Linked DNA regions of Mus musculus: regions 1, 2, 4, 5, 6 and 7 are each linked to region 3. A link is a contact called in public Hi-C, promoter capture Hi-C and targeted proximity ligation data. All regions are on one chromosome and are shown on one strand. The core of a region is the stretch at or near the end of the contact, and the rest is flanking DNA. Distances in the headings are between cores, read along the strand shown.

Region 1 (3,337 bases), core at 206-2,705, 1.8 Mb before region 3:
TGGCAGTATGGTCTATTTGCTCATTTTCACAGAATATGATGTGAATGTAGTTTTACCTGGATTGCATTTTGGGTGAGTTCTACCTCAGTGCCTTAAGGCAAAACAACCTTTCTAAACTCAGATTCTATCTGTGTGAAATGGAGATGCAGAGGTCTTGGATTGAGAGCCTATGGAGAGGACTTAGCATCACAATGTGGAGGATGCGCAGATTGTGGCTGGGCTTTGCTAGCCACAGTCATCCCTGGCACTTCAGGGTGCTCATTTGTTTTTATTTATAAAGTTCATGTGTTTTACGGCCTAGCCCTCTAAACTATAGGTTACAACCTCACATGGGGGTGTCACAAAAAATGTTGGTAACCCTAAAAGGTGCCTGGATGTGTAATTACCAAAAGTGGATTCAAAATCAAACATATCAGACTGTGACGTGTTTCAGGCCATATTTGCCTGTGTGATGCACATCACTGCTGTCTAGGTTCTGTACATGCAACGTGTGCACTTGTCCCCTGTGTGGCAGCAAGTACCACAGACTGCCTGCCTGAGATAGCCTTGTTCACATTAATGATGGTTACGAGGTGCAGTGTTTGTACTGCATGTAAAAAGTTTTCTGCTGTTATAGAAAGATAACAGTTAAGTTATAGAAAGCCAAGGCTTTTAATATTTTTCCCACTGTCTTTCCTCAGCATGTAAGTATAAAAGTAGCATTCCTTTGGATTCCATTGTGTTACAATGTTTGATTTTTAAAAGTTATTGTTTGGTTTCCTTGACCGAGTTTCATAAAAAGTCATAAACTGAAGTTTGACTTGAGATAGGACAAAACTTGAGCAATTTTTGCAATGTCTCTAAAAATACTTCAGACATTCTGTGCTATGTATTTATGGGCTGTACTGGTCTCATCGGCTACACCTCCAACAACAAAGTAGGAACCAATTCTGAGAACCGTTTTATGTTGCTGAATGTGCAGCAGTATTTTGTAAAAGTAAGCACATCTGTCTCACTAATACACCAATTTGTTTTTGTTTGCAGAAAATGGTAAATATACATATATATATACATATATATATACATATATGTGTATGTATATATGTAATACTAAAATAATTGTTTTAAAATGAATTTCTTTATAATTTATTGTTAAAAAATGCTTGATTTGTATACCTAGCTAGTGGAGTTTGAATGAGAATTTCTGAAGTAAAAGGAGGTCATGAGAGGAAAAAGTTTATAATGCTCTGCTAAGTGCTAGGTATACAGGATGCCCACCAGCTTTGAAGCAGGAGGAAGCTCTGGCTGGGCTTAGAGCAGGCCTGGGCTGGGCTGAATCTTTTGGGCGAACAGAAGGCGCATGCTCCTCTGAGTCCGCTTCCCCAGGGCTAGGCCGATGGCCAGGAGGGGTGGAGTCACCAGGGCACTTCCCGGTGGTGGACTGCCCTGATTGGCTGTGTGAAAGTCCTGGGCAGGGTGACGGCTCCGCCCTCCCACCAAGTAGGTGTAGGCACCAGGTTGGCCAAGCTCGCCTGCTTGTAGTGGGCACTGCTTCTGGAGGCTGAGGTTGGAGGACCACTCCCGGTGAGTGACTGCTTTGGGGCTGGCTTCGTGCAGCGGGCTCGGGAGCTGGTGTCCTGTGGATCGCCAGGGCTGGGAGAGGAGGCCCCACCAGGGTCTCTGGCCTCCAATTGCTCTGCTCCCGGGGCACGCTCTGTGTCGGGTACCTGAAGGTGGTTTGGGGGGCGGCGATTATGTGGGTATCAACAAGAAGTGGACTGTCCTTCCCTGGGCGCCCTCCCGCTTCCTGGGCAGGCGCGATCGACGATTAGGAACCCTGCCCAGATTTCTTGGACTGCTGGACAGGCAGAATGCCTGATTCTCAGTCCTCTTCATCCTTTCTTCCCGTTAGCTCTCCCACGACCTTACTCTTAGCTCTTACACGACTGCATGGCCAGCAGCAACCTTGGGAGTGGGTCCTGGTTAAAAACCCCGGCGATACTGCTGAATAATCAGCTAGTCCTTTGCTTCCAGTATTTGACTGGCGTGTTTACATTATCTTGGAAAATGAGCTTAGTTAGTACTGTTGAGTTGGTAGAGAAGCGTCAGACTGTAGGAGGCACTGCAACATCTGGGCATTGCCAATAGCTTAGGAATTATTGAAAAACTACCCCGGACCTTTATTTTCGTCTGTCTCTGAACTGCGGAGCTGTTCCTGCCCATTTTTTAAAAGCAACATTTGTACTATTTATGCAGGACTTGTCAGAGTCTTGAAGGTTCAAAGTTAAATCAGACTTCAGCTCTGCCCACCCCCACTTCCGTTCTCCAGTTGAAAGGAAGGCAGACAAATAATGAATTGGATTGTTGCAAAGCCATAAGTACTGTGGTAAAGATGTTCTAAACACCTAGACTAGCGCACTAAACCCAGCTCAGAGCCTTATCAGACAACCCCTTCTGTGAGAATTATTTGTCAAGTTCGTTGAGTAACGGTGCTGTGTTGGAAGGAAGTCTAATGGGTGACTTTCCATGTGAGTAGCTTCCCCAATCACCTCACGGTGTGAATGCCCTTCCCAGACTGTATCAGGTTCTGTAAAAACGGCTTCCACCAAAAAGAAAAGTGCTTATTTTAAGTTGCCTTGGGAACCTTTATTTATCGATCTACCGCCCCCACCCCCCCTTGCTTTTCAGACTGCTTTTATGTTCTCTAGTATTGAAGGACCTCTGGGACAGTGACCTGAAGTTAGAAAGGTAGCCTTAGACTGTGCTACATAAGACTATGCTGGCAATTAAAAGCATGTGTGGCCAGGACAAACTCCAGAGATTATTCTCTTCTGTCTGGAATGCTGGAAAAAATAACTTCAGGAGAAACTGCAATTTTCTGAGAGCCAATTTCCTATGAAATGTGGAATGCTTGGTTTAAGAGAGTCTTTATTTATTTATTTATTTATTTATTATTTTCAAACAACAGTATTGAGAAATCAACACTGACCAGCAGGACACATTGTAGGAATTTCTAAATTTTGACATGTACAAATACCAGGGAATTAATCTATTCAGAAGTCGGAGCAAACATACCACCCTGAAGAGTCCTTTGCATGCTCCTTGGGAGATTTCCCCTCTTGCCCTTCTTCTCCCCAGACGTCAATCTGTTTTCTCCCTGTATAAACTAGGTTACATTTTCTCCAAGTTTTATATACATTGGAACAATTCCTTCCTTCTCCTCTCTTTATTCCCATCCCTGACTTTTTTGATGTACAGAATTATTCTGAGATTTGTCCATATTGGGTGGTTCAATGGTGAAGTATGCATACATACAATTTGTCTAATTAGTCACTTATTTGGTTGGCTTTTCCCCTAG
Region 2 (3,323 bases), core at 578-3,077, 1.9 Mb before region 3:
ACAGGGAAGCTTCCTGCCTTCATCAGCTTGCACAGGAAAGGCAACTTTGCTCTTTTTTTTTTTTAATTTTTTATTAGGTATTTAGCTCATTTACATTTCCAATGCTATACCAAAAGTCCCCCATACCCACCCACCCCCACTCCCCTACCCACCCACTCCCCCTTTTTGGCTCTGGCGTTCCCCTGTACTGGGGCATATAAAGTTTGCGTGTCCAATGGGCCTCTCTTTCCAGTGATGGCCGACTAGGCCATCTTTTGATACATATGCAGCTAGAGTCAAGAGCTCCGGGGTACTGGTTAGTTCATAATGTTGTTCCGCCTATAGGGTTGCAGATCCCTTTAGCTCCTTGGGTACTTTCTCTAGCTCCTCCATTGGGAGCCCTGTGATCCATCCATTAGCTGACTGTGAGCATCCACTTCTGTGTTTGCTAGGCCCCGGCATAGTCTCACAAGAGACAGCTACATCTGGGTCCTTTCGATAAAATCTTGCTAGTGTATACAATGGTGTCAGCGTTTGGATGCTGATTATGGGGTGGATCCCTGGATATGGCAGTCTCTACATGGACCATCCTTTCATCTCAGCTCCAAACTTTGTCTTTGTAACTCCTTCCAAGGGTGTTTTGTTCCCACTTCTAAGGAGGGGCATAGTGTCCACACTTCAGTCTTCATTTTTCTTGAGTTTCATGTGTTTAGGAAATTGTATCTTATATCTTGGGTATCCTAGGTTTTGGGCTAATATCCACTTATCAGTGAGTACATATTGTGTGAGTTCCTTTGTGAATGTGTTACCTCACTCAGGATGATGCCCTCCAGGTCCATCCATTTGGCTAGGAATTTCATAAATTCATTCTTTTTAATAGCTGAGTAGTACTCCATTGTGTAGATGTACCACACTTTCTGTATCCATTCCTCTGTTGAGGGGCATCTGGGTTCTTTCCAGCTTCTGGCTATTATAAATAAGGCTGCTATGAACATAGAGGAGCATGTGTCCTTCTTACCAGTTGGAATATCTTCTGGATATATGCCCAGGAGAGGTATTGCGGGACCTCCAGTAGTACTATGTCCAATTTTCTGAGGAACCGCCAGACTGATTTCCAGAGTGATTGTTCAAGCTTGCAATCCCACCAACAATGGAGGAGTGTTCCTCTTTCTCCACATCCATGCCAGCATCTGCTGTCACCTGAATTTTTGATCTTAGCCATTCTGACTGGTGTGAGGTGGAATCTCAGGGTTGTTTTGATTTGCATTTCCCTGATGATTAAGGATGTTGAACATTTTTTCAGGTGCTTCTCTGCCATTCGGTATTCCTCAGGTGAGAATTCTTTGTTCAGTTCTGAGCCCCAGTTTTTAATGGGGTTATTTGATTTTCTGAAGTCCACCTTCTTGAGTTCTTTATATATGTTGGATATTAGTTCCCTATCTGATTTAGGATAGGTAAAGATCCTTTCCCAATCTGTTGGTGGTCTTTTTGTCTTATTGCGGGGTCTTTTGCCTTGCAGAAACTTTGGAGTTTCATTAGGTCCCATTTGTCAATTCTCGATCTTACAGCACAAGCCATTGCTGTTCTGTTCAGGAATTTTTCCCCTGTGCCCATATCTTCAAGGCTTTTCCCCACTTTCTCCTCTATAAGTTTCAGTGTCTCTGGTTTTATGTGAAGTTCCTTGATCCACTTAGATTTGACCTTAGTACAAAGAGATAAGGGGAATCACTCTTAAGGAAACAGAATTTACATCAACATACAAACAAGCACCAGGCCAACCTACCATACTTCCTCCTTATAAAAGAGCAAACAGCACTCTGTAGGTTTCATTTTCTGTAAGTTGGAACATTGCCAGTTTCAGTTAGGAACTGAGGGTGTAGCAAACCTTCTCTATATAAATACCTTGCTTATCCTAGAATCCCTAGAACACTTTTGATTGAGTTTGGAAGCATCTCTTGGCCTGGATTAAAGTGCTATGGAGCAACTTCTGAGTCCCAGCAACATGAGGTAAAGGCTTTCTCTTCATTTCTCACCTTATTTCTGTATATGTTAACACTCTAAACTTAGAGCCTTAACTAACCTGTTCCCAGGCATATTTCCTCCTATGGAGTCATCCTGTTCATGGTTCTGATGTTGGTAGGTTTTCACAGTCTGCTGAGTGGGGAAGGTTTTGGGTAAGATGCAAACAACTGCATAGCATAATAACCTTAGGCCTTGTGGGAGGAGGGGAAGGGAGATTCTTTAAGTCTGGGAGGGTCCTGAGCCCTATATGTCCCAAGGAGTTTCTCTAGAGTTGGAGGACAACCCAACTACCATAAATGCAAGAGGTAGCTTGCTGGATGCTCATAAAGAGCATCAAGATTTTCCCTTTCCCTGCATGAATTGCTGAGGTGGTATAACCAAGTGACTGATGCAAAAAGAAAGTTAAAAAAAAAAAAGAAACCAAAGAGATCTAGATGAATAAGTCTATGGCCTCAGCTTTTCCCCGAGTGGGAAATCAAGCATGGATGAAAGCGATCCAGGGGGTAAGATGAGGATACGTGCATAGGGGAGCTGCTTGACTCCATCAGCTAGCACAGGAAAGGACACATTGCTCTTAAGGCAAGGCTGAAAGTGGTCCAGGGAGGAAGATGAGGATACATGCACAGGGAAGCTTCCTGCCTTCATCAGCTTGCACAGGAAAGGCAACATTGCTCTTATGGGACTAAATAAGTATGTGCTTTTCTCTCCAAGGGAGGCACCAACCACTCTGTACAATTTCCAACCACAGTGGCAGTTTTCCAAGTAAAAGGTTAGAGGCTGCCAAGTGGAAGAGAAGAGAAGGTTGATTTCAGAGCAGTGGGGAGAGGGGAGGAGGAAGGGTGTGAATTGATAAATCGATTGAATCTTGCTGGAATAAAGAAGAAGCCAGTTTTAAGATGATCTTTTTTGTATTGTTTCTGTTTGTTTTCATTGATAGTGCAGAGTTTTCTATAGAATTTATCTTATATAGTTTTATCTTCTCTGTGTGACTTTTGATTGCATGTGTGTGTATCACATGCCCACAGATTCAATAAAGGCCAAAAGGCATCAAATTCCCTGAACCTGAGTTAGAGGTAGGTATTATCCACCTGATGTAGTTTTTGAAACTAAACCAGGGTCCTCAGGGGGAGCAGTAAATGGTGTTAGCTACTGAGCCATCTCTCTAGTCACCCTGATCAGTCTTCTATGTTTATGGTAAAATTATGAAAATATCCTCTCTGCAAAACTTACTTTTCACAAAATCGGCAATGCTCTGATGAAACTCATGTGTCAGTATCAATTGGGTACCTACTGGCAACGCTCCTTCTCAGGTTCGAACCCCA
Region 3 (3,544 bases), core at 604-3,103:
TTGGGTACAGCAGAGATAGGCAATCCACTGGAAAGGAAAGAAGCAGCCACATTTATCTTGATCATTTGTACTATCTTATAAACCTCCCATGTCCCCAAGCTTAGACCAGAAGTGTTATCACCTATCTTTACTTAATAAACCCACTTTGTCTTAACTCTTTGTGTGTGTTGTTGTTGTTGTTGTTGATCATGATGATGCATAGCCAAGGATCTGACTTTACCTGAGGGGAGGACCCAGTGACAGTGATGGTGGTACTGTCAACGAACAGAACTGACAAGGTCTAGAAGCTACTAGGAATACTTGTGAGGGATTCTCTTGACTAGGCTAACTGATAGGCTCATTCTAAACTTGGGCAGCCCAGATATTGGCCTACACATAAGGGAATCCCAGGGATTTGTATTCAGTTTGCTTGCTTTGTCACGTGCTGGTGAGTTACCTAGTGTTTCTGCCATTGTTGATGTTGCTGCCTCTGGCCTCATCCACTGAGATCAGAATCCAGGTTCTTCCACAGACTAAAGACTAGTCGTGGCTCTCCAGGAATCCTTAAAGCCTTGTGGTCTTGTTGGACTGCTGAGGCATGTTACCTCCAGCACTGCGAAGCTACCAGGACAGCCATTGTTGGACCATTCAAGACTGTGCTGGGTAAACCAGTCTAAAATTAAAACAAAAAAACCAAACTCTTTTTAATATTGATTCATTCCATCTATTGTGTTCTTCTATCGAACTCCAGTAAAGTCCTTTAACAAGGAACTTTCCAGGCTCTGGCAGCACTTCTGGGCTGTGTCTCTCCACAGCTATTAACAACATCATTTACTAATATAACTGTCAGCAGAGGGAGGAAGCAGTGTGTTACTTATGTGGTCCAGGGTATAAAGCAATCCTCCTTGCATAGCCACCCCAAATGCTAGGAAAACAGGCATGTGACACCAATCCCAGCTTGGCTGTAGAATTCTTTAGCCTTAAAAGATAATCCTGAAAACAGAGCGAAACAAACTGCCTCCTCCAGGAATATAAAAAGGTCTTAAGAAGTCTGTCTTATTCCTTCATAGTCCCACTGCCTTTATTTGAAGTGATGATGCTCCTTTTGTTTATGGGCAGTGTGTCTACTTATTCTTGTTCCTTAGTAGTGTATATACATTCAGAAGGGGCTGGCTTTCAGATACGGTTCCTTGGAATCTTGGTGTCACGTCCCTCACTTCGCAAGAGGAAGGGGTTAAAAAAAAAAGTCATCAATATGCAAAACCTGTCACCAGATGCCCTATTCTGACCCAACTGCCAGACCTCCCTGGTCTGCCTGGCTGCTCAAGCGTTCAGTGGATTCTCAGGCGCCGCCTCCAGGTGTCATCAGTACAGAGATGGGGGAGGAGGGTGAGCTCACCCTAGAAACCGAAAGGCAGATGGTGAGGCCATGCGCGTCTGAGCAGCATCATGAGGACTTGCTGCGGGGATGGGGGGTGGTGGTGGTGGTGGAAGTTTATCAAACCAGGGAAGCATTTCTTTGCCTTCTGTAAAAGGCTCCTCTGTCAGGGTTGCGTACAGCTCCAGAGTAGCAAGGGATTTCATGTGTCAAGCGTCTTTCCCAATTCAGTTTCTGAGTCTCTCAAGTTGAACTCAGAGCCCTTTGGGGAGCACCCTGTTCATCCTATCTACCTTTCTGAATGTTATCGGCCCAGCGGGTACTAAGGTGTAGGTTGGGGAAAGTAGCTCGCCCCGCACTGCGTCGCCATGCCTTGGCTGGCACGCCACCGGCTCGGCAGGGATCGCGCATGCTCCGTGCGGTGGGGGGCGGGGCTCCAGCCCCCGGAAGCGTTCTCTCCCCGGCCGCGTTTCTTTCCTGTGCGAGGCCGGGCTACGGCTCTCCCATCGTCTCTGGTCCTGCCTCTGGGTGAGTAGCGGGTTCCCGCGGGGCCGGGCCAGGTGCGTCCCCCATCCCTCCCGGTCCCCCAGGGCCTGGCGCTCACCTGGGGAGACCAGCCCGGTAGTCACCTGCCTCCGCGTCGGTCACACTTGAGCGCCGCCCCGGATCCAGCGGATTAACCTCCAAGGGCGTCCGGGGCCTCGCCTTGGCGCCCGGCCGGGCGCGAGCCCTCAGGTCTCAGCGCTGGCGGGAGACTCCGGCTGCCCGCAAGGACATCTCTTGTAGGCGGCCTGGTCATTGGAGGATCGGGGGCGCTCAGGGCGACCTCAGGGCTAGGCTTGTAAGAAGGCGGCTGGAAGGAGCCGGTCCGCTCGTGCCGGCCCCTCTCCTCCTCCCTCTTTGTGCAAAGGCGGAGGTGTTTCTTCAGTGCTGGCCATGCTTTCCCAGAACATGCTGATGTTAATAATGACCTGCCCTCTCCGCGAAGCCTGGCAGGAATTCATTGTCACAGTCTGCGACTGTAGGGCCTTGATAGGCACAGAATTGCTGGGACTTTGAGTTGAGAGACCATTTGGAGCACACTGCAGTGACTTAGGGAATACTGCAGTAAAAACGTTAGTAGTTGCTCAGAGATAGGGTATCCACACTGAAACCAGAGCTAAACAGGAAAAGATTTAAAATGATATGCGTTTAAAGATAATTCTGAATTAACACCGGTCTAGTGGTGTTTCTTAGTGATATACAGCAATGTGTATATTTTGTTAAAATTAGCGTCTATGCAAAATTGAAATACATTCTCCACATTTGCAGCCAATTTGCAGATATATCAGTGCTTTATGAATGATAGATGGGTATGTACCTCATCTGTGGAGACTGTATAAAATATTTCCATTCACTGTCCACACAGCAGAACGTTTCCGTTTCATTTCAGGATTTCGAAGTCACTTTTGGATATGATGAGCAGTGGTCTTTTTTTTTTTTGTTTTGTTTTTGGTTTTGTTTTTTTGTTTTTTGAGATAAGTCTTCTCTGCGTAGCCCTGGCTGTCCTGGAACTCTGAAGACCAGGCTGGTCTCCAATTTGGAGATCTGCTTGCCTCTACGTCCCAGGTGCCAAGATTAAAGGTGTCAGCCACAGTTTTTGGAGTTCTTTATATATTCTGGATATTAATCCTCAGTCAGTCAGTTGACAAAGATATCCTCCCATTCTGTGGGCTACCTCTTCACTCAAATTTAGCTGCTGCTACCACCATCAACCTCTGCCTAGACCCAGAGTAGTCTTAAATCTGCCTAGAGTCAATGTTAATATTGGAATGGGAAGATATGTAAGCAAGAGATTTGTCTGTTGGTGGTGTTTTTTTTTTTTAAAGATTTATTATATTTAAGTACACTGTAGCTATCTTTAGACACACCAGAAGAGGACATCAGGTCTAATTACAGATGATTGTGAGCCACCTTGTGGATGCTCAGATTTGAACTCAGGACCTCTGGAAGAGGAGTTAGTGTTCTTAACCGCTGAGCCATCTCTCCAGCCCTGGTGGTGTTTTGATAGGAGTAAAAAATTATTACTGTCATCAGGTATGGTGATATACAGCTTTAATCCCAGCACTTGGGAGGCAGGGGCAGGTGGATCTCTGAGTTTGAGGATAGCTGTGTCTACAGAGTGAGTTCCAGGACATCTAGGACTAC
Region 4 (3,457 bases), core at 184-2,683, 1.8 Mb before region 3:
CCAGTCTGCTGTTGCAGCGTAAGAGAGCACCTGATCCAATAAAACTTCATTTATAGAAGCAAATAGCAAGCTGGCCTCCGGGTGGCAGTTTGTTAACCCTTGTTCTATGACCCTGTGTATTTTTCATGCTCAGAGTATCTTGATGGTCCTATCTCCTCCTGCATGGTCTTTTCAGCCACTGCCTTACTCTTTTGAATAGCACACTTCTCAGGGTGCCAACGTGTTCTAATTTTTCCTTCTGTTGTCTCGGAGTCTTTGTTAACATTTTACTGAAGTATAAGTGTGATTCAGGCGCATGGCCTCCTGAGCAGTTGCTGTCCTGATGCTATTTACACTGCTTGCTTTCAGCACTCCCAAATACTTTCCTCATGAGGACACAAATACCTCATTGTGCCTTCTTCATCTCTGAACTGCACCCTAATTTGAGATTCCCAGTCCCTACTTCTAACGTTTACCTCTCTTCTTCCTTTACCAACATTTAAATCCAGAAAATATTTTAGAAAGAAGAAAGAAAGAAAGAAAGAAAGAAAGAAAGAAAGAAAGAAAGAAAGAAGGAAGGAAGGAAGGAAGGAAGGAAGGAAGGAAGGAAGAAAGAAAGAAAGAAAGAAAGAAAGAAAGAAAGAAAGAAGAGAGAGAGAGAGAGAGAGAGAGAGAGAGAGAGAGAGAGAGAAGGGGGGCAGGGAGAGGGCGAGGGAGGGGGAGGGGGGGGAAGAAAGAAATTCATTGTGTCCACTCTATCTCCACAGAGAGGAATTCCTACATCAGCTGTCATTTTAAAACACCAAACCTGAGGAACACAGGGAGGTTGGGGAGGGGGAGAGACCATTACACAATAACATGTTAATAGACTTACAGAGTTGAGAGGTTGTGGGACATTAAAAAGGTTTCTGTAATTTCTGGTGCATTCCTTCTCAAATAAACAACCGGAAGTAAAAAAAAAAAAAAGCTGTTTTTGAAAGCCTTTGAGTGAGCTGAGGGTGGGTTCTGGATAAAAGAGTGACTAGATATATAGCTTAGGACCCAGAGTCCACCACGCGCCCCTAGTGGACAGCCCAGGAAAACAAAAGTTGCGTCCACCCACATTTAAGAGCGACGACCACCTACCTCTAAGTCTCATCTTGGTGCATCTTGCTGATGGGTAAAAAAGCATTAACTGCAGAAGGCCAGAACTTGCTTTTCGGCAGAATGGACGCTGGCGAAGGGTGCGTGGCCAATGACTCCTGACTGCCGGGTGCCGGATGTAACCCCTACCCACACTTGGTGCTTTGAGGGATCTACTACTAGACAGGGCTACTCATTAAAAATATCTTGCTTCACTCTCTTTCCTACATATTTGCAGCGTTAGTCGGGTGTGGCTGGAATACCTTAGTCCTTTGGGGGACTCCCCGCTGTTTCCTAAAGTGAGCTCCATCTCGCTGGGTCCCCACATCACTAAGGGCGGGAAACTGCACTCACCCAGGCAACCTGGCTCGACTACAGCTCCCAGGGAGCTTTGTTTTGGGGTGGTACTCCATCTTAGCGCTGCTTCCTCCCACTGTGTCCTGCTATTGTCGCCAGAGGGTGCCCTTCTCCGCCGCTTTTAGCTTTATTATCCCTAGATGCTAAATTTGAGAGTTTGCAGCAGAAATACTTCCGGAATTGGGAGAGAGACGGTTTTATCCATTCTTCCAGGAAGCTCCCATGAATTTTCCAGCCTCTGGGTCTTGGTGCTCCAGCCCAGCTCTAGCATAGAATTCTCCTTGCACAATGCAAGACCAGACAGGATCCTTTTCTGTCCTTTCCTATTTTTAATGTTTACTGATGTTGCTAACTGAAGCGGATTAATTCGCAGACTGTAATATTCTGGACAGCAGAGATAATACCTAGTTGATTCTTAGAGGATGGTTCACTCATTTCCAGTTTCCTAATAGTCCATCTTAGTGAGGGACATGATCCTGAATTGAATTCCTGGATTTAAATTGAAATTGAGACTCAACTGGCTTAGGGGAGATGACTTCAGGGGCTTATATCACTTGACTTTAAGCCCTAGGATCTGAGCTGGGATGGGATTTTAATCCCAGGGAAAGTAAAAATCGACTCCTGCAAGTGGTCCTCTGACCTCCGTGTGGCACCCTTGATAAATGGATGGATGGATGATAGATAGATAGATAGATAGATAGATATAGATCCAGATAGATGGATAGAATGAAAGATAATGACATTCAAAGTCCTTTAAAAGAAAGTGAGGTTCCAAGGCTAGGATGTAGCTCAGTGACAGAGCTCTTGCCCATGACACTGGCTTCTGTCCCTAGGACTGAAAGGAGATAGGGGATGGGGAAAGGAAGAGTTTTAGCAGTGAACTGTCATTCTAAGGATCCATCATACCCCTCCCTGTTGCCTGGTGGTTAAACACTTCGGTCTTGTCAATTTAGTTTCTCTTCTAAATTGAGTCCCCCCCCCTCCCCCTCCCCCTCCCCCTCCCTCTCCTCCTCCTTCTCTTCACAGGCGATGAGACATTTTAATCTAATAGTGGTACTTAACACTACACAGGGAGTCACAGCTCCCAGAGGATCCCTAAAGGCCAAAGGAAGATCCAGAAATATCTAGAGTTGCTGGTCCCCTGCCTGTGGGAACAGGGGTCAGAAGGTGGCAAAGCAGGGGCCTTCCTGTCACTCATAGATCCAGTCCTGTGCACAACTCTTGAAGTCCACCAGCTCCTTGGGCTGAAACCACAAGCTGGGCTCTCTACAGAACCATTCTTACCAACTTGGATGCAAAAGTCTCCTCGGATGGTCACAGGCTTAGAGTGAGTGGGGTTGGTCTCTGTTAGCATCACCGAGACTGTCTTCACAACATTCAGTCCCTCCCAGACCACAGCACACATGACCAACGGTGAGTGTACCTTCATTACCATCAGGCCTGGTGGGCTCCAGCGGGAGCTTGTGGGAGAGATCATCAATCAATTTGAACAGAAGGGATTCCTCCTGTTGGTATGAAATTTGTGCGGGCTTTGGAGAACCTTCTCAAAGAGCGCAGCGTTGACTCGAAGGACCAGGACCGTCATTTCTTTGTAGGATATTTCTACAGGACCCCTTTCCTGGCAGGCAAACACAATGCTGCTCGTCTTATAAGTACAATTGTATTTATTGTCCCACTCTGACCCCCAAGCCATTCTTTATGGTTTTAAGAGAGGAATGTAATCACCGTACTGTGGGGAGAGATTCAGCTTCTTGTCAAGGGTTCTTAAAAAGCTTTTCCCAGCCGGGCTTGGTGGCACACGCCTTTAATCCCAGCACTCGGGAGGCAGAGGAAGGCAGATTTCTGAGTTCGAGGCCAGCCTGGTCTACAAAGTGAGTGCCAGGACAGCCAGGGCTACACAGAGAAACCCTGTCTCGAAAAACAAAAGCAAACAAACAAACAAAAACAAAAACAAAACAAAACAAAAAAAGCAAAAAAGCTTTTTCCTTGCTAGACTGTG
Region 5 (3,235 bases), core at 221-2,720, 1.5 Mb before region 3:
CACTATAAACAAAAAAAGTTATAATATTATCAAAGCTCTTTTCTTGTCTTTTAAAGGAATTGCCAGCTCGTGAAGTGACCAAGACAACACTCTAACACTCCTGAAGCAAGACATCAACACAGAGATCCGTGCCTGGGACTAAAGTAAAAACCAAAACCAAAACCAAAGCAAAACATGGAATTTTGCTTTACACGATGCCTATGATAAGGACCCATTGGATTAATCATAAATGTCCTACTCTGTCTTATACTATGCGATCTCTGTATTTGAGCAGACAATGTATTTCTTAGTCGATAGAAACCAGATACAGAGTAGAAAACTCTTGAGCAACACAAAGAAACCACATCATTGTTTAGCAACTATTAGATTCTCCTAAGAGTCACCAGTGTAATTTCTCAAAGAAAACTATGCATGCGCTCAGGTGGACACCATAAAACAAGTGCATGAGCCGTGGGAGCGTGAGTGGACAGCTGCTGCCATTCACCCTGGGGTTTCCCTAACATGTGCACAGTTCAGAAGCACTCCCAGAATCCATCCAAAATATCTCTATCGTGAATGGAATCAGAACCTTGGCTTGCAGGAGGAAAGTACAGAAATGTAAAGTCACTGACTGTCCATCAAAGCCAACGATCTGATGCCTTTGAAGAATGATAGGGTCACTTGAGGTCACTTGATCTCTGTTTCTGTCCAGTGGGCTCATAGTCATGGAGGAGAGTGAGCAGGCTTCATTTCAACATTTCAAATTTCTTTTACAAAGTTTTTTTTTTTTATTTTTTTATGACAGGGTGACTGGTGATCTCTGTGGGCAAAGGATGGTCCTTAATCATGCTGTTAAGGGTCAGTAAAAAGCCAGCAACATGCGGAATGTTAAGGGTTAAAGCAGTTACAGTGATTCTGACTTCTAAGTTACTCTTTGGGCAACACAGGCTGGTTAATCCTCACTACATACTTCAGTTCCTGGTTTCATTACTACAACACAAAGACACAATGTATAAGTACAATGTAGCTTCCATAAAAACATGACTCCTCTGCATATTTATGGGTGACTCGAAGCATCTTTTGATCTAGGCTACCTTTTGCAACAGTGTTGCTTAAAAATCGCAGCTAGTCAGAGACAGGCCCTTCCTTATCCAAGTCCTCAGCTAATGGCCCAAAAGACTAGCCAGACAGGGGCTGGCATCTTCTGAGGAATGTGCAAACCGTGCCTGCGTCTGTCCCATGACACTAGCCCAGTGTCTGGGCATTTGAGCAGTTGTTCTGAGGGCTTAGGATGTTTATCCCCATAAGCAGCTGAGCTGCCTCCTGTTTCGGGAGCAGAACAGAGGAATGCAGTGGAAGAGACCCAGGCCTCTGGCCACCCAGATTAGAGAGTTTTGTGCTGAGGTCCCTATATGGTTGTGTTAGAGTGAACGGCCAGCTTCAGCCCGTCTTTGCTCCTTGTTTGGGAAGCGAGTGGGAGGGGATCAGAGCAAGGGGCTATATAACCCTTCAGCGTTCAGCCTCCCGGGACACCACCCACCCAGAGTGGAGAAGCCCAGCCAGTCGCTGTCAGGGTAAGTAGCCCCAGCCCAGGGATATGACTTCGAGTTTTCCCAGGCTCTTTTATCATCCAATGTAGCCAGACATTGTCTGTGGGAATCTGAATGACTCACGTGTTTTGAATTTTTGAATAAAGATTTATACTGTTAAAATGATTGTAGCTTTTTAGCTTGCATGATTTTACATCCGAATAGGGCTGATTTACTGGAAACAACGCTTGATTTACTGGAAAAGGAAATGGATAGAAAATTAAAGTTTGTTCATGTGTGTCATCTGCAAAACCTGTTTACACTAAACCAACTGCTCTGATCCCGCAGCGTACTGTAGGGGTGGAGTCTAGCTGTATGTGGTAAATTATACGTTTGTTTCTACTTAGGCAAAAGTTGGAAACTTTTGGATGTATCATGATGTAGCATGAGGTATTTAGTGCAGCTGAGGTAACTGGAAGTGAATATCAGGAATGAACTGAGGTAGTTGCCTGCTCTCTGATGTTGGCTGAGTGGACGCATTGCTTCTGGGTTTCCGGGGCTCTAAGAGCTGGTGTCCTATGCTGGAAATGTGTATCTTGTGAGTGTGTTGGTGCCCTTACAAGTCAGACCTATGCCATTGGTCATTTGCAGCATAGCATAGCTTTTCTACTTTCTGCAAAGAAAGGAGGAAGTGTCTCATCCAGGGGAGATCTGATTTGCATTTCTCTGCCTCACGTGTCCCTCAGCCGCTTAAGTATCTGTGGAACCAGCCTTGCCACCCCACATTGTAACTCAGGGCTCGGTAGCTTCATCAGGGAATGGAGTTTTCTCGATAAGATTTTCCTCCTGTTTTGTGATTCATGACTAAATATGGTTTGCATTTGAGACTCATAAGCTGGGAAGGGTACTGTCCTTTCCTCCCCTCCCCCCTCCCCCCAACAATTCATTTTTGGCACCAGATGAGCTCCACTGGGCTGCACCAAACTCCCCGCCCCGGTGCAGTTCCAAAAGCAGAGGCTGGAGCCCAGTGTGTTTTACCTAATTAGGAAATGCTCCCCGCTTCAAACCGAGCTGCTCATTCAGGTTAGATAAGAGTTGCAAACCACAGCGGCTGCGTCCTCTGGAAACACACAGACTTCTTCTCCAGTGACAACGCTCCTTTCAGAGCTTAATAAGACAATTTTTTCCTGGATATTTTTGATGAAATAGAAATACATCTTTACGGAATTTGACAGTATTTTTTCCTGCATTTTTTTAAAAACCAGGTAGCTTATTTTTCTGAATATACTAAGGCACAACCTTAAGCCATCCTGCCCAACAAAAAGTTTATGTGGGTTATCCTTCCCCATTTTCAGAGGGTATCCTAATTCCAAGTGGCTTATCCCATTTGCAGCCCTGGTGCTAAGTATGGAAAACAGGCTTAGTGGACACACAGACTCTCTGCTGGTCCTTTGGTGGTTTCTGCCTCTGCCAGTCACCTGGCTTCTGTGCCTCCTTGTGGTTTGAAACTTTCTTCTGAGTCCTTATCATCCACTGGAAAGGAAGCTAAGTATAATTCAGAGTCTGAAAGGAAAGGCATAGTGGAAAGAGGAAAGAGCAAACTGCTGAAGAAACCCATTTTCCCATTCTTGCAAGGGGAACACATTGAAGATTTCACTCTGATCTTGAGGACAGGGTTGAAAGAAAACCAAGATCGCAAACAGAATCTTTGGGTAGGGATAATAGTT
Region 6 (3,562 bases), core at 251-2,750, 1.8 Mb before region 3:
CACACACACACACACCCTGGGTATATGTTGGACCCATTTATTGTACCATATTTTTACCATATGTGTTTGTTTTTTATATCCTTTTATCTTTTCTTCATGTTAAAAAAAACCTTAACTATTTGCATTTAATTCCAAATATCTTAGTGGTTACCTGTGAAATACAAAGTTAAAGTGATTGTGTGCCTTATTTCCTTTGGTATGTGCTGAGGCCTTAGATAGAGAGCTGTGAAGCCACAGTTATGGGGTACTTCCTGACAAATGTGGGAGCCAGTTCTTGATGAGTGTGAATCACAAGTAACAGTCTTGTGCAGGCAAAAGTTACAGTCCATCCCCTCCCCCTCCCCCCCCCCAGGGGGGACTGGCAGCAGGCTCCTAGAGCTACAATCCCTGTTTTCTTTGGAAAATAACACAAGAAACACAAGCTTGTATAAGACTATGTTAGCTTCCAGCAGAGAAAAGCAGCTGTAAAGACACAAATTCAAGAAGGAAACCCTGGGAGAATGGCCCCTGGCTTTCCTCTGGGATCTTCTGTGCCGTGTATCCGCTACCCGGGGCTGATTTCTGTGCTCCACTCTCTAGGGCACTCTCCTTGGATATAGTACTGACCTCCTGTGCTCAGTCCCTGGACGATCAGTCCCAGTGTCTGAAAGGGTATCCAGGAGTTGAGGAGTAGGGAACAACTGAGGGTTGGTAAAAGTCGGAGCCTGAGGGACCTCTAAGGAAATGGCAGGGGAGATGAGACATGTTCCGGGAGGCTATGAGATTGCTCAGATCTTCTTCTCCACTGGCCTTTGCGGTTTGGCCCAATCGAGTGAGCCTTTACGGGTGTTAAGCCTCCGTTCTCCAACCCAGAGCAAAGGCTGGCAGTGCTGCCCTCTTGACCGCTGTCTTGCAGGATCTGATCTCTGCTCTTGACACCGCGGGCTTTAAGGGCACCAGAGCGGGAGAGTCGTCCGCGCCAAAAGGCTGCGAGCCTGACTGCTCTTTTTTGGAGGATGCCAGGTTCCCTCTCCTACAGGACTCAATCCCTGTCTGCAACGGACCCAGTACCAGCACTGTGGCGTGAGGTACGCACACTCAGAGTCCCCCAAGGTGTAGAATAAGTCTTTAAACAGTCAAAAACAGATATTTTAAAACCCAGGGAATTCTGCTTTGGTTGAGAAACAGCGCCTTCTGAGAGCGAAGAACTCATTAGTTTTTAGCGGTGATGGCGGGTGAACTGTCCCAAGGCAGAATCGCTCTCTCCTGTGTCATTAGTACATCAGCTGAAAGGCAAGCAAACAGTTCTTTACGTCTGGGAAAGGGCTTTAAGGGCCGCTGCTTGCGTGAAGGGGAGATTTGATGCAGCTATAAACCAGGACATAGACAGGAACAAAATTCGGGTTATTTAAGCAAAATTCTTTAGCAGGGAAAGGGAGGTGGGAAGGAGACGGAAGGGTGACGTCACTGGGGGGAGTGGCCACAGTCTTAAGAAAAGTCGGCGGGGCTGGGGAGACCACAATTGTGGGACATAGTCTCAGCATGGGCTGCTACAACGGTTCGGAGCTCCAAGACCTGGGCTGTTCCAGCCAGCTGCTCCTGCAGCCCCTCTGGGACACCATAAGGACAAGGGAGGCGTTCACGCGCTCACCCATCTTCCCAGTCACCTTTTCTATCATCACTTACGTGGGCTTCTGCCTACCGTTCGTGGTGCTGGACGTCCTGTATCCCTGGGTCCCCATCCTGCGACGCTACAAGATCCACCCGGACTTCTCGCCTTCCGTAAAGCAGCTTCTGCCTTGCCTGGGGCTGACACTCTACCAGCACCTGGTGTTCGTGTTCCCGGTGACGCTGCTGCACTGGGTGCGCAGCCCGGCGCTCCTCCCCCAGGAGGCCCCTGAGCTCGTCCAGCTCCTAAGTCACGTCCTGATCTGCCTGCTGCTCTTCGACACCGAGATCTTCGCGTGGCACCTGCTGCACCATAAGGTGCCCTGGCTGTACCGCACCTTCCACAAGGTGCATCACCAGAACTCGTCCTCCTTCGCGCTGGCGACCCAATACATGAGCTTCTGGGAGCTGCTTTCGCTGACCTTCTTCGACGTGCTGAACGTCGCGGTGCTTCGGTGTCACCCACTCACCATCTTTACCTTTCACGTGATTAACATCTGGCTGTCGGTGGAGGACCACTCGGGCTATGACTTCCCGTGGTCCACTCACAGACTTGTGCCCTTTGGCTGGTACGGGGGCGTGGCTCACCACGACATGCATCACTCTCAGTTTAACTGCAATTTTGCTCCTTACTTCACACACTGGGACAAAATGCTGGGCACTCTGCGGTCCGCGCCCCTGCCAGAGAGCCTTTGCGCCTGCGGTGAGCGCTGCGTGAACTCCAGAGAGCGATGCGCTGTACACTTGATCCAGAAGAAGAAACAGACTTGAGTTACTTTATTAGAAGTTTGTAACTTTTAAAGTGATGCACACTGCTATAAAATCTAATGTTGTTTCTGCAGCCTGACAAAGTAATTTATATAATGTTTCTATGTGAATTTAATTGTGGTCTTGGTGTTAAATTTCAACTTATCCCAGTGTCATTGACTCCAGGACACAAGGTAGACATTCAGCGTGGTGTATTTGAATCATTATGATCTCTGAAATGATTTGTTTCTAGAACCAAGACTTTCCTATGTATGAAATCGCACTGGAACTGGGCTCTAACCTCACATGTTGAGAGAAGACCTGATTTCTGACTCTTTAAATAATCAAATTTGTTCCTGCTGGGCAGTGACCAAGGTTATAGTATATTTTTTCTACTTTTGAATGAAATGATATATTTATATTGAAAAAAGTTTTATTTGTATTTTAAAAATAAAAAGAACATGAACTAAACAAGCATTAGCTCCTGGTGGGCCTGATGAATTAAAAAAAAAACTAAAAAGGAAGTGTGTGTGTGTGTGTGTGTGTGTGTGTGTGTGTGTGTGTGTGTGTGTCTGTGGCTTCTCAGTGTTCTTTGAAGCATCTACCAGTCTTGCCATGGCAAGAGCAATTTGGTGTCAGGTATTGGGCAGGGGGGCTAGGGAGTAACTTTGGGAAGAAGGCTAGGGGCTAGCTGACTGCTTATTCACACTGCTTTTTGTCTGGTTTTGACATAAGAAGCACGTGAAAAACTTGCTCTGTAGGTTACTTTTCTAGGGGATTAAGACCAGTCTCTTCTGTATTGTTGGAGTGCTATGCGTAGGGTAACTTAGAATCAGAGTAACGCCTTGATAAGCCAAGTTAGTGCATTAGGGAAGCTGATAAACTAAGCTCCATTTTAAGGTAGAGTCTATTCTTGGCTAGCACAACTGACCCTTAAAAGGCTGCCCCTGCAGCCTGGAGTTTTCCTATAGTTTATTTTCTTAATGAAGACACACATGCCAAGCATATAGCCTCTTCTTAACAGAGGGTGAGAGTAACTTTCAGTCTTAGACTTCCCGTTTTGTCTTCTGCAAAAGGAGATAGTATGAAAATAGTATGAAAAGGAGGAGGTGAAAATTAATATCAAGACAAAAGGAAGGGACAGCTGGGCTGCTCAGTAATAGAAATT
Region 7 (3,741 bases), core at 401-2,900, 1.6 Mb before region 3:
AAGGATTTGACTAAATGTGCCTCCTCTGATCCATTGGAAAGTCATTTCCCTTACCTCTGGCAGATGGGACATAGGAGACTACCTGTAGTGCCTATTAACCAGCACATCAAAGCACATACTTGGACCACAAGTGCCTGTTGCACATTTCAAAGTGCATGCTAGCATCCTAGTCCTGCTCACTGCCACCCCTACTCAAGCTCCCTCCAGCTCCTGGGCTTCCCATCCACTAGCGACTCATTTAACCTAAAAACCTGCTCTGCTCTTCTCACTCTGTTCTCTCACCTCGGCGCCTGCTTCTCTCGCTCGGTTTTCTCTATTCTCTAGCCTCTGCTCCATCTCTCTCTCTCTCTCTCTCTCTCTCTCTCTCTCTCTCTCTCTCTCTCTCTCTCTCTCTCAGATAGCCCTGGTCGAGTCTGCTGGCCATGTTCAGTTTACTTCTTTCTCTCTATGTTCTGGGCTCTTCCAGATGCCTCTGGCCATTTTCTCTTTTATATCCACAATAAAAACCTTTCTCTTAACCATACCATGGGGCAGTAGTGTGTGTGTGTGTGTGTGTGTGTGTGTGTGTGTGTGTATGTACATGCCCCTTGGAGTTAGATCTCAACTGAAGCCCGGCACTGTCATTTGCTAGCTGTGTGACCTCTGTTAAATGCTTAAGCTCTCGGAACCTCTTTTAACCTTGTAAAAGTAAGGAGAGGTTGTCTTCCTCCCTTCTACCACTGCTGTGAAAACCGATTTGAGATCCTTGTGCCCGGCAAATTTTTAGGGACCTGATAAAGCAATCTTTCTAAATTCAGAACTGGATTGAACCTCGGAGGGTCGAATCCCTCGGACTGGCATTTATTAACAGGCATTTCTGAAGAGACCGAATGCTGGAGAGTTCTTACTTCTGTGCCTGCAGCAGACAAGGAGGAGCTGGGACTCAGAGCCCTAGGGTTACTGGGACAAATCTGCTGTGAGAGTGCCAGCAGAAAGAGGGTAACAGAAGAAACAGTACAAACAATATAAAAATATCCACCAGTTCAGCCATCCACAATTTGACAGCTCAATTCCCGGAAGGGAAGGTTTTTTTTGTTTCCCGTGTTGTTACAGGAGAGTAAACAAATCTTCGCAGACAAAGTTACTTTGAGAAATTTTATGATCTAATGCTTGGCTTGTAAATACAGCCCAGAGTAACTCACTTCCCGGTTGAGCGAACTGTCAGAAGTGTCAAATGCCAGGGAGCCTCGGAGCGAACTTTTCTAGTGCCCTAAAGTGGCACTAGAAAAGTGTCTGGGCAAGTCTATAAGCCAGAGTCCCTCTCCAGCCATACTAAAGCGATCGATCCAAGAGCTGGCCAGCACCAAGCTCTGACCGTCGCCCCCGCCCCCCGCCCCGACCCAAACTTTTTCCAGAAAAACGCTGGACTTGGGCTTCAGCCCTGAGCACTTAGCCAAGAGCGAAAGCAGCTCCCCTGCGTTTCTAAACATCTGGACCGGTGGCACCCAATGCCAGCCACATCTGGAATCTCATGTGGTGGTCCCCAGTATGCAGCGTCCCACATCCCAGGCGTCCCAAAGCTTACCAGAGGCAGGACAGCCCAGATCCACAGCATGTCTGCAGCAAGGGAAAACAGCGGGCGGCCTGTGTGGGCAGCCTGCGGCCCCACCCACCAGCTCTAGACTGCCTGTGGGTATGTACTTTGCCTAGGCCCGCCCCCTGGCACGCACAAACCGCTTCGCTCCTATTCAGGTCTTCCCAGAAATCGCTTTGAACACGTGTATGTCACTTTTTTTCTTTTGAGGGACCAAACACAATCTTCGTAAAGCCCCAAGGGTTGCGAGAAAGTTCTGCTGGTCTCCCGGGGAAACCCACTGACTCACCACTGCACAGGCGGCCTGAGCGGGGTGGGGGTGGGGGGCGGGGGAGGAGGGGGCCCAAGCAGGGCTTGATTGCATAAATGGGCATTCCCCATCCTGGGCGCTTCCACAGTCACACCCTCAGGTCAAGTGAGATTTTTTTTTCTGCCTGCTGCTCACCCTGGAAGGAATTCTGAACTCTGTATTGAATTGGACTTTGGCTGATTGCTGGAGACAAAGACCATTTTGCCTTCACTTTCAATATTTTGTCAGTGACAGGTCTGCTGGGGCTTCTGGGGCCTCTGAATGGTAATTACCACAGAGGAGGTACACACCCTAGGATTCTGATGAGGGAGGTCCCTCCACAGAGCTCATATATGATACATGAAGTGACAATCACCACAGCAGAGGTAGAGATAATAGGCTTTGGGATCCTGATGAGGGGAATGTCCCTGGCTTCGTTTCCCAAATGGAGAATGAAGGTAAATGACTATGACAAATAACACAGCAGTTAACTCAGGGACCAAGCCAGAATCTTTAGAACCACGGGGGTTAGATATAGAGTAAGGGACTAGGGGAGGGGACAGAAAGATCTTATTAAGGAAGAGGAATAAAATAGGTAGTTATGATGGGAAGATCAAGTGGGGGAGGGGAAAGGAAGACGATGAATGGGAATACAGGGAGAGACAGCTAAAATTAAAGGGCATTTGAGAGGTATGGAAACCTAGCAGAGTCTTCCTAAAGTATAAGCATACATGAAGGTGATCTATAGCCAAATAATGGGGGGAGACAGAGCCACAAGTGAACATCTCTTGTCATCAAATGAAGTTTTCCTTTCCTGGATGGGGTTGCATCTAATTGAATCGTTGGCCAAAAAGAGTTGCATGGGAGTCCCCAAACAATGCAGCCTGTTGCCAAGACTATAGATTGCTCCCCACAAACTGAGACCCACACAACTCATTGAATATAGAGAAGTTGAGAGCAAGAAGAAAGTGCCTACATAGAGCCTTCATCCCTACATGCCAACATCTTTGGTACTGGAAGATATTCTGCATGCTACTAAAGGAGAAAGGTAAACCTCACCTCTACCCCAAAGCCTTTGATCTATGATGGTGTCCTGCTAGAGAGATGAGCTAGTGCATATAGTGGCACAAAGTTTGTGGGAGCAACCCATCAATACTGGATTTGACTTTAGCCCCACTCCACAAGATAGAACATAAACCTGACGCTACCCAAGAACCTGAGACTAGATAGCCCAGGGACCTAGGGAAAAAAACAAATATGTATGTTATAAAAACAAACAAACAACACATACATTATAATAAAATAACTCCTAATACGGAGATCCACAGCCAAATATTATTCAGAGAGAGAAAGATACTGGAACACTCAGCCCTAAATGAGATGTCTCCATCAAATCCCTCCCCTCAGTGCTCAGGGAACCCCAAGAGGAGGAGGCAGGAAGAGTCTGAGACCCAGAGGGGATGGACAAGACCAAGAAAACAAGGCCTTCCAAGTCAACAAGATCAAAGCTCACATGACCTCACAGAGACTGGGGCAGCATGTGCAGGCCTGCATGGGTCTGCAACAGGTCCTTTGCATATGCATTTATGTCTTCAAATTTAGTGTTTTTAAGGGATCCCTGAGTGTGCACATGAGCTTGTCTCTGTTTTGTGTGCCAGCTCTTGGGCTTCTTTTTCTTCTGTTTGTTTCATCCAATTGCGGTGTGTTAGTTCTGTTTCTTTTTGTATTATTCCTTAGAAGCCAGTTTGTTTTTGAGCAAGACAGAAAGGGAATATCTGGATAGGATGGAAGGTAGAAAAGAGCTGGGGTGAAAAGAGTTAGGGGACCATAGTCAGGATATAAATCTATCAAAAAGAGAAGTCTATTTTCAGTAAAAGGG

Evidence for each region. Promoter capture Hi-C pulls out the DNA fragments that hold promoters and counts their contacts. Hi-C and Micro-C count contacts between places; a contact is called where the count stands out from the background.
Region 1: a contact with region 3 is called in a targeted proximity ligation map of pancreatic cancer cells. A contact is called at or near these places in 2 of 39 promoter capture datasets (hippocampal neurons and pre-B cells), 1 of 484 Hi-C or Micro-C datasets (cerebellum) and 3 of 130 datasets of targeted methods (large pre-B cells, pancreatic cancer cells and stem cell-derived epiblast-like cells).
Region 2: a contact with region 3 is called in a Hi-C map of B cells, with 6 read pairs. A contact is called at or near these places in 1 of 484 Hi-C or Micro-C datasets (B cells) and 3 of 130 datasets of targeted methods (bone marrow-derived dendritic cells, large pre-B cells and pro-B cells).
Region 4: a contact with region 3 is called in a targeted proximity ligation map of pro-B cells, with 5 times the contacts expected there. A contact is called at or near these places in 1 of 39 promoter capture datasets (embryonic stem cells), 1 of 484 Hi-C or Micro-C datasets (pro-B cells) and 3 of 130 datasets of targeted methods (astrocytes, large pre-B cells and pro-B cells).
Region 5: a contact with region 3 is called in a targeted proximity ligation map of pro-B cells, with 5 times the contacts expected there. A contact is called at or near these places in 8 of 39 promoter capture datasets (the 3T3-L1 cell line, 3T3-L1-derived adipocytes, the SN4741 cell line and 4 more) and 3 of 130 datasets of targeted methods (astrocytes, large pre-B cells and pro-B cells).
Region 6: a targeted proximity ligation map of astrocytes shows a contact between it and region 3, with 4 times the contacts expected there. A contact is called at or near these places in 2 of 39 promoter capture datasets (the SN4741 cell line and liver) and 2 of 130 datasets of targeted methods (astrocytes and large pre-B cells).
Region 7: a contact with region 3 is called in a promoter capture Hi-C map of liver, with 2.5 times the contacts expected there. A contact is called at or near these places in 3 of 39 promoter capture datasets (hippocampal neurons, liver and pre-B cells), 2 of 130 datasets of targeted methods (large pre-B cells and thymic regulatory T cells) and 1 of 9 other capture datasets (adipose tissue).

The regions. Positions count from the first base shown.
Region 1 is chr19:34,525,592-34,528,928 of GRCm38.p6, reverse strand. Lipa (lysosomal acid lipase A) reads left to right here and starts at 1,455. Exons shown (of 10, transcript NM_021460.3): 1 at 1,455-1,563.
Region 2 is chr19:34,597,931-34,601,253 of GRCm38.p6, reverse strand. It overlaps Ifit1bl1 (interferon induced protein with tetratricpeptide repeats 1B like 1), which reads left to right and starts at 1,827. Exons shown (of 2, transcript NM_001110517.1): 1 at 1,827-1,986. The coding sequence starts at 1,955.
Region 3 is chr19:32,710,607-32,714,150 of GRCm38.p6, reverse strand. It overlaps Atad1 (ATPase family, AAA domain containing 1), which reads left to right and starts at 1,853. Exons shown (of 10, transcript NM_026487.3): 1 at 1,853-1,885.
Region 4 is chr19:34,548,670-34,552,126 of GRCm38.p6, reverse strand. It overlaps Ifit2 (interferon-induced protein with tetratricopeptide repeats 2), which reads right to left and starts at 1,433. Exons shown (of 3, transcript NM_008332.3): 1 at 1,105-1,433.
Region 5 is chr19:34,253,608-34,256,842 of GRCm38.p6, reverse strand. It overlaps Acta2 (actin, alpha 2, smooth muscle, aorta), which reads left to right and starts at 1,470. Exons shown (of 9, transcript NM_007392.3): 1 at 1,470-1,553. Gm31355 (a long non-coding RNA gene) reads left to right here. Exons shown (of 4, transcript XR_386664.1): 4 at 57-207.
Region 6 is chr19:34,473,086-34,476,647 of GRCm38.p6, reverse strand. It overlaps Ch25h (cholesterol 25-hydroxylase), which reads left to right and starts at 1,500. Exons shown (of 1, transcript NM_009890.2): 1 at 1,500-2,865. The coding sequence starts at 1,522. The coding sequence ends at 2,418.
Region 7 is chr19:34,288,568-34,292,308 of GRCm38.p6, reverse strand. It overlaps Fas (Fas (TNF receptor superfamily member 6)), which reads right to left and starts at 1,650. Exons shown (of 9, transcript NM_007987.2): 1 at 1,565-1,650. The coding sequence starts at 1,594.